Linked DNA regions of Arabidopsis thaliana: region 2 is linked to region 1. The links are chromatin contacts, called in public capture Hi-C maps. All regions are on one chromosome and are shown on one strand. The core of a region is the stretch at or near the end of the contact, and the rest is flanking DNA. Distances in the headings are between cores, read along the strand shown.

Evidence for each region. Capture Hi-C pulls out chosen DNA fragments and counts their contacts.
Region 2: a contact with region 1 is called in a capture Hi-C map of shoot, with 2.2 times the contacts expected there. A contact is called at or near these places in 1 of 26 Hi-C or Micro-C datasets (root), 1 of 2 datasets of targeted methods (shoot) and 2 of 3 other capture datasets (root and shoot).

Annotation. Positions count from the first base shown.
Region 1 is chr1:898,070-904,759 of TAIR10.1, reverse strand. It overlaps AT1G03610 (plant/protein (DUF789)), which reads right to left and starts at 4,028. Exons shown (of 5, transcript NM_100241.4): 1 at 3,364-4,028; 2 at 3,054-3,274; 3 at 2,683-2,869; 4 at 2,413-2,590; 5 at 1,690-2,335. The coding sequence starts at 3,456. The coding sequence ends at 2,088. It overlaps PSB27 (photosystem II family protein), which reads right to left and starts at 6,280. Exons shown (of 1, transcript NM_100240.3): 1 at 4,966-6,280. The coding sequence starts at 5,844. The coding sequence ends at 5,320. It overlaps AT1G03620 (ELMO/CED-12 family protein), which reads left to right. Exons shown (of 11, transcript NM_001331424.1): 9 at 1-32; 10 at 145-239; 11 at 340-588. The coding sequence ends at 441.
Region 2 is chr1:974,256-980,891 of TAIR10.1, reverse strand. It overlaps GRXS13 (Glutaredoxin family protein), which reads left to right and starts at 2,981. Exons shown (of 2, transcript NM_001331442.1): 1 at 2,981-3,524; 2 at 4,391-5,021. The coding sequence starts at 3,207. The coding sequence ends at 4,543. PHB2 (prohibitin 2) reads left to right here. Exons shown (of 6, transcript NM_100266.3): 3 at 1-114; 4 at 537-707; 5 at 789-1,001; 6 at 1,093-1,585. The coding sequence ends at 1,281.

The DNA.
Region 1 (6,690 bases), core at 2,779-5,278:
TCCAGGAATGAATTTCCTCAAACTCTTAGAAGGTAAACAATAGGAATATGTTCTTTTAAACTGAATAAAACCTTCTTTCTAAAAGTTAGTAGTGTAGTATGACGATCGCTAAATAATCAAGAATCATATTCCAATGATTAACAGAAGACGAGAGGGCATTCGATGTACTATACTGTATAGCTTTCGCGATGATGGATGCTCAATGGCTTGCAATGCACGCTTCTTACATGGAATTCAATGTATCTCTTCTCACTCAATCTATCAACTTTCTCTTTTCATTTTTTTTTTTTTTTGAGAATTAGTTCTTAATAATTGTATATATCTGTGTGTGTTTATCAGGAAGTATTACAAGCAACTCGGAATCAGCTGGAGAGAGAGCTTTCTTTGGATGATATTCATCGGATTCAAGATCTTCCTGCCTACAATCTCTTGTTCCAATAGATTTTTTTTTCTTTTGTTATTTTCTTAGTTTGATTTCGATTTTTATGTTTTGTACATTAACCTGAATTTATGACCGAAATGAAAATGATAATCAATGAAGCCAAAACACATAAATAGAAAATGAATGATAATGAACGTATGTTCTATATGATGCATCACTGTTTGGTAACATGATGATGATGGTGTGGAAATTATGAACTGGTAGTGGACTTTGTGACTTTTGTACTTTGAAAAATCAACTCTCTTGTCTCCCTCGTATTATATGAATTATGAAATATTTTGTCGGTTCTTTTAATATGCTAAGTGAGTGGTTTATGGTTGGTTGATTTTATATGACATAATATAGATTAATTCTGATAAAAGATCTTCAGACCAAACTAATTACTTCGATTGTCCTTGTCGGCAGTCATTTGCTCATCCTGACCGTTATTTATTTTGATAAAATTCGGTCTGATTTTTTGACCTTTTTTGTATAAAACTTAAATAAAAATAAAAGATAAGGTTCTTCTTACGTGTGCTTTGGAGGTCGTAAAAATGGATATTTTGATCTTATCCATTATCAACGAAACTAAAGGGATCATCACTTTTGAAACCTAACGTCAAGGATAAGATGCCTTACCACCACATTTCCATGATTCCTATTCAATTCGAATTACTCTTTTTTCTTCGAGTTATTTTTTTTTTTTTTTTGCAAGTCATTTCGAAAAAATAGTGTGATGAAGCCTTATCAATCCAAAACTCTCTATACTTTCTTTTTTCTAATTATCTAGGCAGTGTTCTGTTTTCTGTAAGTAACTAAAAAAAGTTTGGTATCTCTCTATACAATTTGGTGGAGAAACCAAACAAAACATGAAAGTGTATAAAAGTCAAACTTCCAAATCATTTATTTTGTACTCTCATATATTTGACATTTTTGTCATAAAAGATCCCAACTTTATTCATATCAACTTGCGTAATTTATAAGGGATAAATAAATTTCCTTGTATGAGTACAACTTAAATATCCGATATCTTAACTAAACATTAATATTATTAAATTTACAATCCAATGCAGAAAAAAGATTCTAACAAAATGTTGTGACTTAAAGTATCTGATGTCCATTAATAAAAGTATAATGAATTCGATGAGTCAATTTTTTAATATTGATATAATAAAATATTTAAATTTTGGTTAATTTCATGGGGAAAATCTTTAAAGCATTTGAGTATGAGTTAACATATACATAACTTCAAAAAAAATGTTTCAGCAGTTTCATCAAACAATAGCAAAAATTGATAATTCTTCTCAACCATTTTAATTCCAAAAAAAAAAATTGTTAACATGATTAGTTCGTTACATTACTATTTCAGTAACGGTACTGTTGGCACAATAAAGTTCTCTCTCCACCATGTTTCAACTTATAAGAAACAATCACTCTGTTTTTAACAAGCAACAACAATTGTACTCTGTTTCAACAAGCAACAAAACTCTATATACGACATATACTCTCTCAAAGGTTAGAAGACTCAAAACGCTATTCTAACCAAAACACTGCAAAGCGAATCGCTCCATTGCGTTTTACAAAACGCAAGCGGTTCCAGAACAAAGCAAGAATTAGACTATATATGAGGAAACAAGCAAACATCATGGTGTCATCCAACCGAGGTTTAGCCACGATGAGTCATTGACATATTGCAGAAGTAGTTGAAGTCATGATGTTGGACCCTGAGCTGTTTAAGCCAAGAATCCGCAACACTGTAAAGCGAAGCCAATCTCTCTTGATCATCGTGGTCCTGCGAAAGCCAAACATCGCCTTGCATCTTGTAAGTAGCCATCCCAAATGGGAGCAGAGTTATATCTTCCCCTTCCCTCCGCACTCTCTCCTTGTCCCCACCATTTTCTTCCGGTTCCATATCTGTGATACAACAAAGTGTTAAACCCGATCGATCACACCGAGTTGAAGGATAGTAGACAGACAGAGAGAATCTGCACCTTGAAAAGAAGAGGAAAGAGTGTGATAAGTGAGGAAACACGTGGATAAGTCTTTAATGGTTCTTCCCATTGGTATATGGTAAATCGGGTACCATGCTACTGACATCCAACTAGCTGGAGAAAGATCAACGCTTCTCAACGACATCAATCCCGGGTATCTTTGAGCCAATTCATTGATCTGGAATCATATCAAAACATCATTTGTGATGCTTATTCGATCGGATCAGGTGAACTAACGCAAGGCTACATAACAAGGTTTATATTATGTACCTTATCCATCAGAGGAACTCTGGTATAAGGAGCTGATCTCTCAAAGTATTGGAGATAAAGATAACCCAAACGATCACTTGGATGCAAGAGCGTGTTGTTCTCAAGTCCTTCCTCAGAGACACTCTCATCGCTACCTGAATCGCTAAACGGATCTCTACCCTCACATTCCCCATCTTCAGACTCTTCCCTAATCAACCCAACACAACCAAATTTAATCAGATATCTTTAAAGCAACCCATGAGAGCAATCATTCTTCAGCTATAAAGCACAATCTATTCAAATCTCATTCTAATGATCAAAGGATTCATCAATAAGCCATAAAAGATATTAAAGGTTCAATCTTTGAGCTGTAACACAATCAAAAGACAAACCTTAAGCGGATCAAGGAGGAATGAGAGGTGAAAATCTGGATGGCAGAGAGATAAGGAACATAGTATTGAACAAGAGATTCTCCGTTGGTAACATGAATAGGAACGCTAGCTCCATAAGCGCTCCATTCATCATAACAATCCCACAAATCACTCAACCTGAAAAACTCAACCTTTTGTCTCTCCCATGGATGCCACAATCGATTTAGGGTTCTAATCTCCGTCTGCAAAATCAACACCCATCAAAATCAATCAATAATGACATATTGAAACGAAAACAAAAAGAGAGAGAGAGAAAGAAACGTTATGAAACCTTGGGGAGAGATTGGGGTGGCACTAAGGGTGTTATGCAATGAAGGAATCGATCAAGATTCGATTTTTTGGTTGACCCTTTAACATTCACCATGATCGTAATTGAGGAAATATTACGAAGGTAGGTTTCTTCTTCAATGGAGGAGGAGGAGGAGAAAGAGATGGGCTTTTAGAGAGAGAGAGGCACGCAAGCGAGTTATTCAGATATCTGAGCTTTGACGTTATGTATGAAGGAGGCTGAATTTAAGGGACAAGCAAAACCAAAGAAAAAAAAGAGAGAGAGATGGATTCTCTCTAGAAAAAATTGTATGGAGATTACAAATCGAGAAGACGCACAATGAGTAGTAAGCAAAGATCGAATATTGTTTTTCTGTTTTTTTTTTTTAAATGTGATTCTCTGAGAAAAAATGGAAGCCACGCGTCGAGATTTCTAATCTTGAAGTCAGATCAATCGAGACAAGGTAAATGAATAAAAGGTAAAGCCATAAAATGAGGGAGAAGAACAGAGAAAATATTCAGAACTTTGTTGAATGAATGAAGAAAGGATAGAGATTTTCCCGGGGAAGTCAAAACTTTTTCTCGGGCAATTTTGGATTCGAAACGATTGCTTTTACTCAGAGACGATCAGCAGATGTTTTTTTTTTTTTTACAATTGGTGTCTTTGTTTTTTTATAGCAAAAACAGTTTATTTATAAAAAGAAAATAAAAACACAGAAAAAGGAAATGAGAAAAATAGATAAGATCTTTAATTAAGTTTGACCGATTTTCCTCGTCCACCACCTCACCACAGCTCATTGTTTTCTTCACGTGGTTTTGGTTTTGTTGTTATCCAAAATTTATGAATTTTTTGTTTTCTTGAGGTGAATTGATCTTAGAAATTTGGTTAGTTTAGTCATTTTATTGGTTAGAATCCTTTTTACATATTATTTGCATCAATCATATTCAGAAATTAGAGATTTGGTATCACAAGCTAGGGTTTACTGGTTTAAGTAACTTATTGACCACTTTTAATTTGTTATCCAATTCGTATCCGTCCCCGTAATATAGATTCATTAACGTATATTATTAGTACTCACCGATGAAACCTAATCTTGTAACCCGTATGGAGTACGATATATATTGCATTTGGTGAGGCGAGCGAATGTTGACTTGCAAGATTAGTGTTAAATAAAGAGGGTGCAAGATTATACTAATGAACTATTGACCAAAATACATAAATTAGGCGTAATTAAACACACTAGTCAGCAGCAAACACGGTCATTATTTACTACACCCATCAATTTGATTTTAACGTATTGGAAAGGTCAGCAGTATAATGGTAGATTACTAGTGCACACGTGTTGTTGTTAATTGCGTTGAATGAATATATTATTATAATATATAAATAGAGTAAATACGAGCCATGTGTTAGTGTTCACGTGTGTGGACCTGCACGTAATATGTTGGAATGGGGAATGCTTGTGGAGTTTGTTGTCACCTACAAATAAAATGACCAAACTACACACTTTGTGGGCTTTGTTGATGGCCCATAGGAAAGTCTTTACATAGACTTGAAATCATTTTAGGTTGATAAGCATTCAATGCAATTATGCAGAAATGTGACTTAGGAGTTTTGGAGATTTTATAATGGTGTAATTCATTTCTCCTCTATCAAAAACTAAAGAAAGTGTAGACAAATTTTCTAGGGAAGTATATAGTACAACAGAAGAGAGTTAATCGAACTTATGAAGCAGCTCCAATCATTGAGAAAATGGAATTCGATATAAGTTATATAAGTATCTCTGATAATGATAATTAAGCAATTATCATGCAGAACATTAAGTATTTTACAGGAATGAAAAAAAAAAGCAGGCGAGCCAATTCAAGTTTCTCTTCTCATATAATTCGATTGGCATTTTTAGGAAAATAAAATTTTCATCAACAAGAAAATGGAGAAGAAGGCCTGACTGCAGTTTTTTCATCTTCCTCTTGTGAGAGCTTTCTCAGCAGTTTCCATCTCTTCAAGAATCCTCGCCTTCCTCTTCGCCGGAATCGGAGCCGTCGGACCAAAACTCACATAATGACCTGAAACAGCATTCAACGCCGAGTATATATCCCGGAAAGAAGCTTTTCCGAGAAGAGCTTTCTCTTTCCGGTACTTGGCAACCCAAGAATTCGACGCTTCTCTCAGCTCCGCCACCGCATCAGCCACATTCGGATCTGTCTTCTGCATCGAAAGCGTACTCCTTACTTTACTGATCACTGCCGACGTATCTTTGATATACTCTTCATCTTCAGCGGCGGAGACCGGCGCCGGAGCTAGAAACTGAATCGATTGTGTTAGAAGCGTGGATGTTGCCGCCAGGGAGAGGAAATCGCGGCGGAGGAGGTGGTTGCGACGTGGAGGAGGAAGAGGCGGAGATACGGAGGAGGCGATGATGGTCGGTTTATGCGGCGGAAGATTGGGTTTGAGAAGAGTAGCTGTCGCTGATGCTGAAGCCATTGTCGGAACTCTGGAGAAAAGGTGTAAGAAGAGAATGAAAGAGTTTTGTTGTGCGTTAGTAAATCGGGGAAAATGTGTTTCTGTGTGTTGGATTTTTGACACGTGTCCCTTATCTTCTTATCTTAGATTCTATGGTTTTTGAGGATGACACATGAAGATCCACTGCCAGGTCAGGATTTGCTTGTTTTTATATCTGTTTGGTTTAATTGTAAAGCCCGATTAAGATAAGGCCCATATGTCAAAGCCCACGCGATGATGAGTCATTGTGCGTGGCCTTTTTAGTTTAGTAATTTTTGATAATGCTGCAATTGGAAGATATAGCATTTGGTTAAATTGACCCACAAACACGTGACATTCTTCTCTTGCTGTCAGACACATGGGATGATGATTATGATGATCCCTTTGGATTTCACAAAATTAAGATTTTTTTTTTTAATTTCTTCATGTGTCATCCTCAAAAACCATACAATCTTTGATCTTGATAATAAGCTTTCTAATTAAATCGTCTTTGATTGGCCCAGTGTGAAAAAAGGAAAGAAAAAACAAACGAAAGCTAAGGCCTACGCGGGAACTCCGTGAACGATTTGTCAACAGAACCAAATGGGAAAAGAAGCTTTATTAAACTCCAATCTAATTTTACACATTTATTATATTCGTGATCTACCAACCAACCTATCCTTTCGTCTTTTTTTTTTTTTATTGTGAAAACTACAAATGCAAAAACAAAACTGCATATTAATAAGAAATGTTTTGGATATCATGATTCTCTAAAAACATGAATTACTCCATATAACTGATAATAAATTTAATCATCGCCTTCACATCTCTATTTGACTATCAACCATA
Region 2 (6,636 bases), core at 1,732-4,231, 77 kb before region 1:
TACCCAGAAGGCACACATTTTATGGTGCCATGGTTTGAAAGGCCAATCATCTATGACGTTCGTGCACGACCTTACCTTGTAGAGAGCACCACTGGTAGTCATGATCTTCAGATGGTGCGTTTTGGTTTCTTCTTCTTTTGGCTTCTTTTCTGTGTGTGTTTGTACAATATTTAGCCCAGGGATTTAATTTTAAATGATGTTACTGAATGTGGTGCTATATAGATCATACTAGATATTCCTTCTTTTGACGTTATGTTAAGACCCTTCAATGCAGCATTAAGAGCATGTTTTAGAAAATTTTGGGTGTGGTTTGAGGTTATGGAGCTGTAGATTAAATATCACTTACTCTTTTAGGATATTACACGATCAATGTTGATCCTTATATGAACTGTGTGAGTGTATGGATAAGTGGAAAAACAAGAGACAAGTTACACTTGCTTTCAGTAGACTTAGGTAGAGCAAGAAAGAACTTAGTCTCCATTTTCTTTCTTAAAGGAGTTGCTGTGTTTCTGATATTTTTCTTGGGTGTTGCACAGGTGAAAATTGGATTAAGGGTTCTCACACGTCCCATGGGTGACCGTTTGCCTCAGATTTACCGAACCCTTGGCGAGAACTACAGCGAAAGGGTTCTTCCTTCCATCATCCATGAAACCCTAAAAGCAGTGGTAGCTCAGTACAATGCAAGCCAGCTCATTACCCAGAGAGAAGTACGTATCTCAACATTCTTTTTCTACAACTTTTCTGCTCTTTTGTTTCTAATGGTGGACTCTGTTTACTCTCTCCTCTAGGCTGTGAGCAGAGAGATACGCAAGATTCTGACAGAGCGGGCTTCTAACTTTGACATTGCTCTTGATGATGTCTCCATCACGACTCTGACATTCGGCAAAGAGTTCACCGCAGCTATCGAGGCAAAACAAGTTGCTGCTCAGGAAGCTGAACGGGCTAAGTTCATTGTGGAGAAAGCCGAACAAGACAGGAGAAGTGCGGTTATCCGTGCGCAGGTATAGCATTGGTGATCTTGATTGCAAATCTAATGACATGAGATTAGTGGTTTTGGCCTGAAGCATTAGCTCTTTTTGAATCTTTGTGCAGGGAGAAGCTAAAAGTGCTCAGCTTATCGGACAAGCAATTGCGAACAATCAGGCATTCATCACTCTGAGAAAGATTGAAGCTGCGAGAGAGATTGCACAGACCATTGCACAATCTGCTAACAAGGTTTACCTGAGCTCCAACGATCTGTTGCTTAACCTTCAAGAAATGAACTTGGAGCCTAAGAAGTAAAAGAGAAGGAACGAGTAAGTTTCTTCATTTCATATTCATTTCATTTAAAAGATCTCTCCGCCTTGGAAGTAAAGGATGGGTTGGTGTTTGACCAAATGACCCTTTCTCGTGACTGATTCTGAAAATAGTCTTTAAGAGGACATATTGAGAGAGACGCAGATTGGCTTTGGTCAGTATTATTCATCATTTTCAATGAAACTTTTTGTTGATATTTTCCTGTGTTTCCCCGGACAATTGATGAAGTTGAATTTAAAACTCAATAATATTCATATGATCTGATCTATGCCAATAGTTCTTTTTAGTATATGTTACATACGACATGCTTATATAAATATCCGAATATAAGATCCGTACCAATCCTTTCATAAAACTTAAATATAAATATTTCTTGTTAGCTTGCTATTCAAATTTTCTTTTTTCCACTAGTTGCCAACCTTATCTACCTATAAGGATTTGTATTGGAGAGCAGAGAAAATAAAATATTGCATACGTATAATAAGATTTTGTATGAGCAGAGCAACATGGACCCTTTGTATTTAATGACGTCTTGCCGGCGCCACCATGATAGAGACGTCTTTTTCTTTCTTTCACCGGTGAGGAGTTTTATGGGGGTGACGAAACTCCGGCGAATTTTCCGGTGACGTCAAATTTTAAAATTTTGACCAAGTAAACTCTTATTTCAATATTTGTATATAACCGACGGCTGCTTTTTATGATGTCATGTATAATTAAAATTAGCTGGAAACGAGTGATGACCGTTAACCAAGATAATAAAATGTTTTGAGCAATAAATAATTCCAAAAAAATAAAAGCGTTGTGGATTAACAAAAGACGGAACGACTTGCTGTTTCGTAAAGTTAAAGGGAGACGTCATGTCGTTTTGTCACCATGAGGGTCCATTTTTTTTTGTCAGTTTTTCGTACTTCTCAGCTGTTTCTTTTGACGAAAGGAGTTGTTAGATTTTCCACAGAACTGTTGACAAGTCATCACCTTGGCTTTGCGGAGTTCGTGACGTATGTGCAACGTATTTTCGACCATATCATAAGTTTAACTAATCCTAGACAAGATGTTCAAAATGTATAATTCGATGGAAAAAATATGCGTTTCTATAGTTTATGCGTTTTATCAAAATTCTAAATGACAGCTTAAATCCATGATAATAGACAGATGCTTAATGGAAAAGAAATAAAATCTATAGGACGTGTACTGGGTAGTGGGTACATATATATGTTTCAAGGTGCAACTAGAATATAAAACACAAATTGATATCTTAATGTTAGAGAAAACAAGTCATCGTCATGACGTAATAGAGATGATCTAAAATCTAATGGTCCATACAAATGATTTGCCTTTATCCATAAAACGTAACCTTACGAAGACAATTTTAATTGTGACATAAGTTTCTAAACAAATAAAGATATCTCTTGACATCAGCCTTGTCGTAAGCCCCTTACTATGTATTCGTCATCATTTAGTTTAATATAATCTATATATAAGTCACTGATTTTATGAATGCTACAATTTTCTAAATTACAATATGTCAAAAATGACATTCGGTTAAGATAATCATAGTTATATTCTTTAAAAAATTGAGTTGTCGCATTTGAGTTCCGACAATGAGTTCGAAATTTATCTTTCACACATAAGTTAAATATATTTTTAAGTTTTGGATGATTTACACTCAACATTAATAAATAATCATAAGTTTAGTTATAGATCTTTATTTTGGATACGGTGACATGGCTTCGGATATCAAGAGAATACAGTTTACACATGCTTCATTGACCCCCAAAGCCAAATGCTCTCCAAAATCCTCTATATAAATTCTTTAATAATCACATCTCTTACCAAACGAACCCAACTACACAAGTCTCTCTCTCTTTTCCCATTTCTCCCTCTCTCTCTTTGTCTCTCTATCATCAATTATGCAAAAAGCAATTCGACCATACGAGTCACCGTGGACGAAGACCGTGCCGGGCAATAGCATTTTCCTTTTAAAGAATGAAGATAAACCATCATCATCATCATCATCATTATCATGGTTAACATCAGGATCACCAAAGCCAACATCTATAAGCAATAAGAGATCAAGCAACCTAGTTGTGATGGAGAATGCTGTGGTGGTGTTTGCAAGGAGAGGCTGTTGTTTGGGACACGTGGCAAAACGGCTGCTACTGACACATGGCGTGAATCCAGTGGTGGTTGAGATTGGTGAAGAAGACAACAACAACTACGACAATATCGTAAGTGATAAAGAGAAATTACCTATGATGTACATAGGAGGAAAGTTGTTTGGAGGATTGGAAAATCTGATGGCTGCTCATATTAATGGTGATTTAGTGCCTACTCTTAGACAAGCTGGGGCTTTATGGCTTTGATTTTTAATCCTCCTAAATCTAGTTGCCTTCTTATTTATTTCTATCCCTTTTTACATTATTTGTTAATATATGTGAACTTGTAAAAGATTGTTACGTGATTGGTTTGATCATAAGAAAAACACAGAAAAAAACAAAAAAAAAACATCATATTTTACTTTATTTTGGTAATTAAAACATTATTTACGAAAAATAAAAAATCAAAAAGTAAAAAATATATATATATATATATATAGATATATATTTTCACGTAATTAAATTTATCACTTAGTTTTCTAAAACAAAAACATTTTGTAAATCGAAATTTTTTAGTTAAAAATCAAAACACTATTACTTATACTTTATTTTTGACATCACAAAAAAAACATTATTTTTGAAAACCGTTTAAAACATAATTAAGTGTTAAATTTGTCTTAAAAACAAAAGCATTTTAACTAACATATCAAGTGAAATTTAAACGGTTTTACTTTAAAAATATATATATTTTTCAAAAACCTTGATATTTAGTTTAAAATCAGACGTGAAAAACATATTACTTTTTCTATAATCAAATCATTATATTTTATATTTTTATTTTTAAAAAAAGAGAGAGAAAAGAAAGTTTTATTACCTTGTTGGATTTGGGTAGTGGGGAGGGTCCTCACAGGAAAGCCCATTACGAAGGCCCATTGATGAGCTTTGACTGCATCGTTCTGTATCCTTCTTGTGACATCTTCTTCTTCGTTCATCCTCAGGCCACTCCATCAAGATTCGAACCGATACATGGTCGTCGTTCTCAGTCGCCACCGTCGACCGAATCCGCTGGTGAGAATAGCGTAAGAAGCATCCACGGTAACGAATCAACAAGAAGGGTTAAATTAGAAGAGACCATAACTAAATCACGATAAGAGAATGCTTTCCTCCGCTCAAATCTTACGGATAGGTTCTGAGATGAAGAACGAAGTTGTTTCAGAGATAATTTAGTAATGGATCATCATCGGAGATCTTAAAATTCGTAGATAAAATATGGATTTATTTTTTGTCGTTTAGAAGAAGAAGAATAGCAAATTTTCGAGTATTTCCTTTTTTCCGACTAGGTTACGAAAAAGGAAATTTCATTAATTATGCTAAAAACAAAAAAATATGGAAATTTTCTCACAACGGTCATATTTGTTGAAACAGAGAATGTGCCGTTGAGATCGAGAGGAGAAATTCGGGATCATGTGAGCTCTTTTCAACCGACAAGATCCTGCAACCAATAAGATCTCTACCGATTTTTGTAGTTGCTTATCTTTGGTTACTTTGGTCAAAACACAATCACAAACTCGTTAGATACAAAACTGTTCAGAAAAAACTTTCACTCTGATACCATGTCAAATTCACGCAATGATAAGAAAGTTCTCTGCTTTATTGATCGACAACTTTACATTATATATACGATGATATGGAAAACCCTAACAATGACTTGCCGACTAAGATAGTATATTACATATGGCTTAAGCCCAACATATATCCCACGTTAATAAGAAGACTAACTAACCATCATCATCCATGATACAAAACAGAACAGAGCATTCTTTAACCATCAATGTTGCTACTGTCTTCGTTAACAACCAAAAGCTTCAAGAAATAGGTTAGTAATGTTATGCTTTCACAACCAATTCTTTGACATTTTAATGGGTTAATAATGTTATGTGAGAACCCAATCTTGACAAAATTAGTATGGCCCAAACCCAATATAACCTACGAATTTAAGCTCGTCCTCATTTCACTTGTTAAAATTTGAACAAAATGGTCCTTGGCGAAAATCCCCAAAACTAGTAGTATGCCTGCTATCATAATTTTTTGTGTTAAAATTTTAAAAGTATAGCATAATATTTTTTTAATTCCATATAACCTAACGATATTGTTATCGATGTATCACGACCAGAGTTATCTATGCCCTCGCTCTACTGCTTATGTTCATCCGAATTCAAATTCTATGTTATTAAAACAATAATAAAAAACAAAAAATCTTCAAAGATATAGGCAGATTCTGTCGAATCATAATCATAAAATAATACAAATGCATATATTGGATAGGTGTGAGTGGTGATAAGAAAACAATACTAATGTATTTTATAAGAAATTAAGTTTGAAGAAACCATACAAGTGACTGTGACATATTTGATGAGGCCAACAGTCAATCATGAAGCCAATAACATTTTTTTATTACTATATTATATTGCGAAAAAAACAACTTTAAGTAATTATCACCAACTTTTTCTAACATGCTTTTTGCGAGCCCGAATGCATCAACGAACCATTATGGATGAAGGTGGACCAGATTTGACCGTTTGGTAGCAATTTCGATATTTTAACTAGCCTATTCAAATCTCTAACCATATACTATACGTAACATGAAAAATGCCATGTCCTGATCACCATCCAATGATTAGCCGTCAAATAATTCAAGAAAAACCATGGAAAATATATTTATTTTTATATATTTTTGTGAAGAAGATTTGTGAACTTGTAATTTAACTTTCTGAGCTGTATAAGTTATCCTCCATATATATATATATATATATAATTTTAAATATCTTGATAAATTTAAAATTATTTTTTTGATATTAAACGTATCCATATATATATATATATATATTTCATGGATACGTTTAATATCAAAAAAATAATTTTAAATTTATCAAGATATTTATGTACGAAGCAAAGTTCAAATATTTCAAAACAATAAATTTATCTTTTATAACAAAAAAACAATAAATTTAGCTGACCAAATATATGTTACGTTTTGCATCCACCATCATGAAGCACATAGTTAAATCACAAAAATTTATGATTATATCATTTGATACCGTGATTCACGAGAGTCATATACACCTTCGATCACTCTCAACCGGACGGCAAAATTTGTGGTCATACACGTGATTATATATATTAGAAGAAAAAAATGAAAGAATTTTCTTTTGTTAATTGTAATTGCATATTCCGTATTAACTTT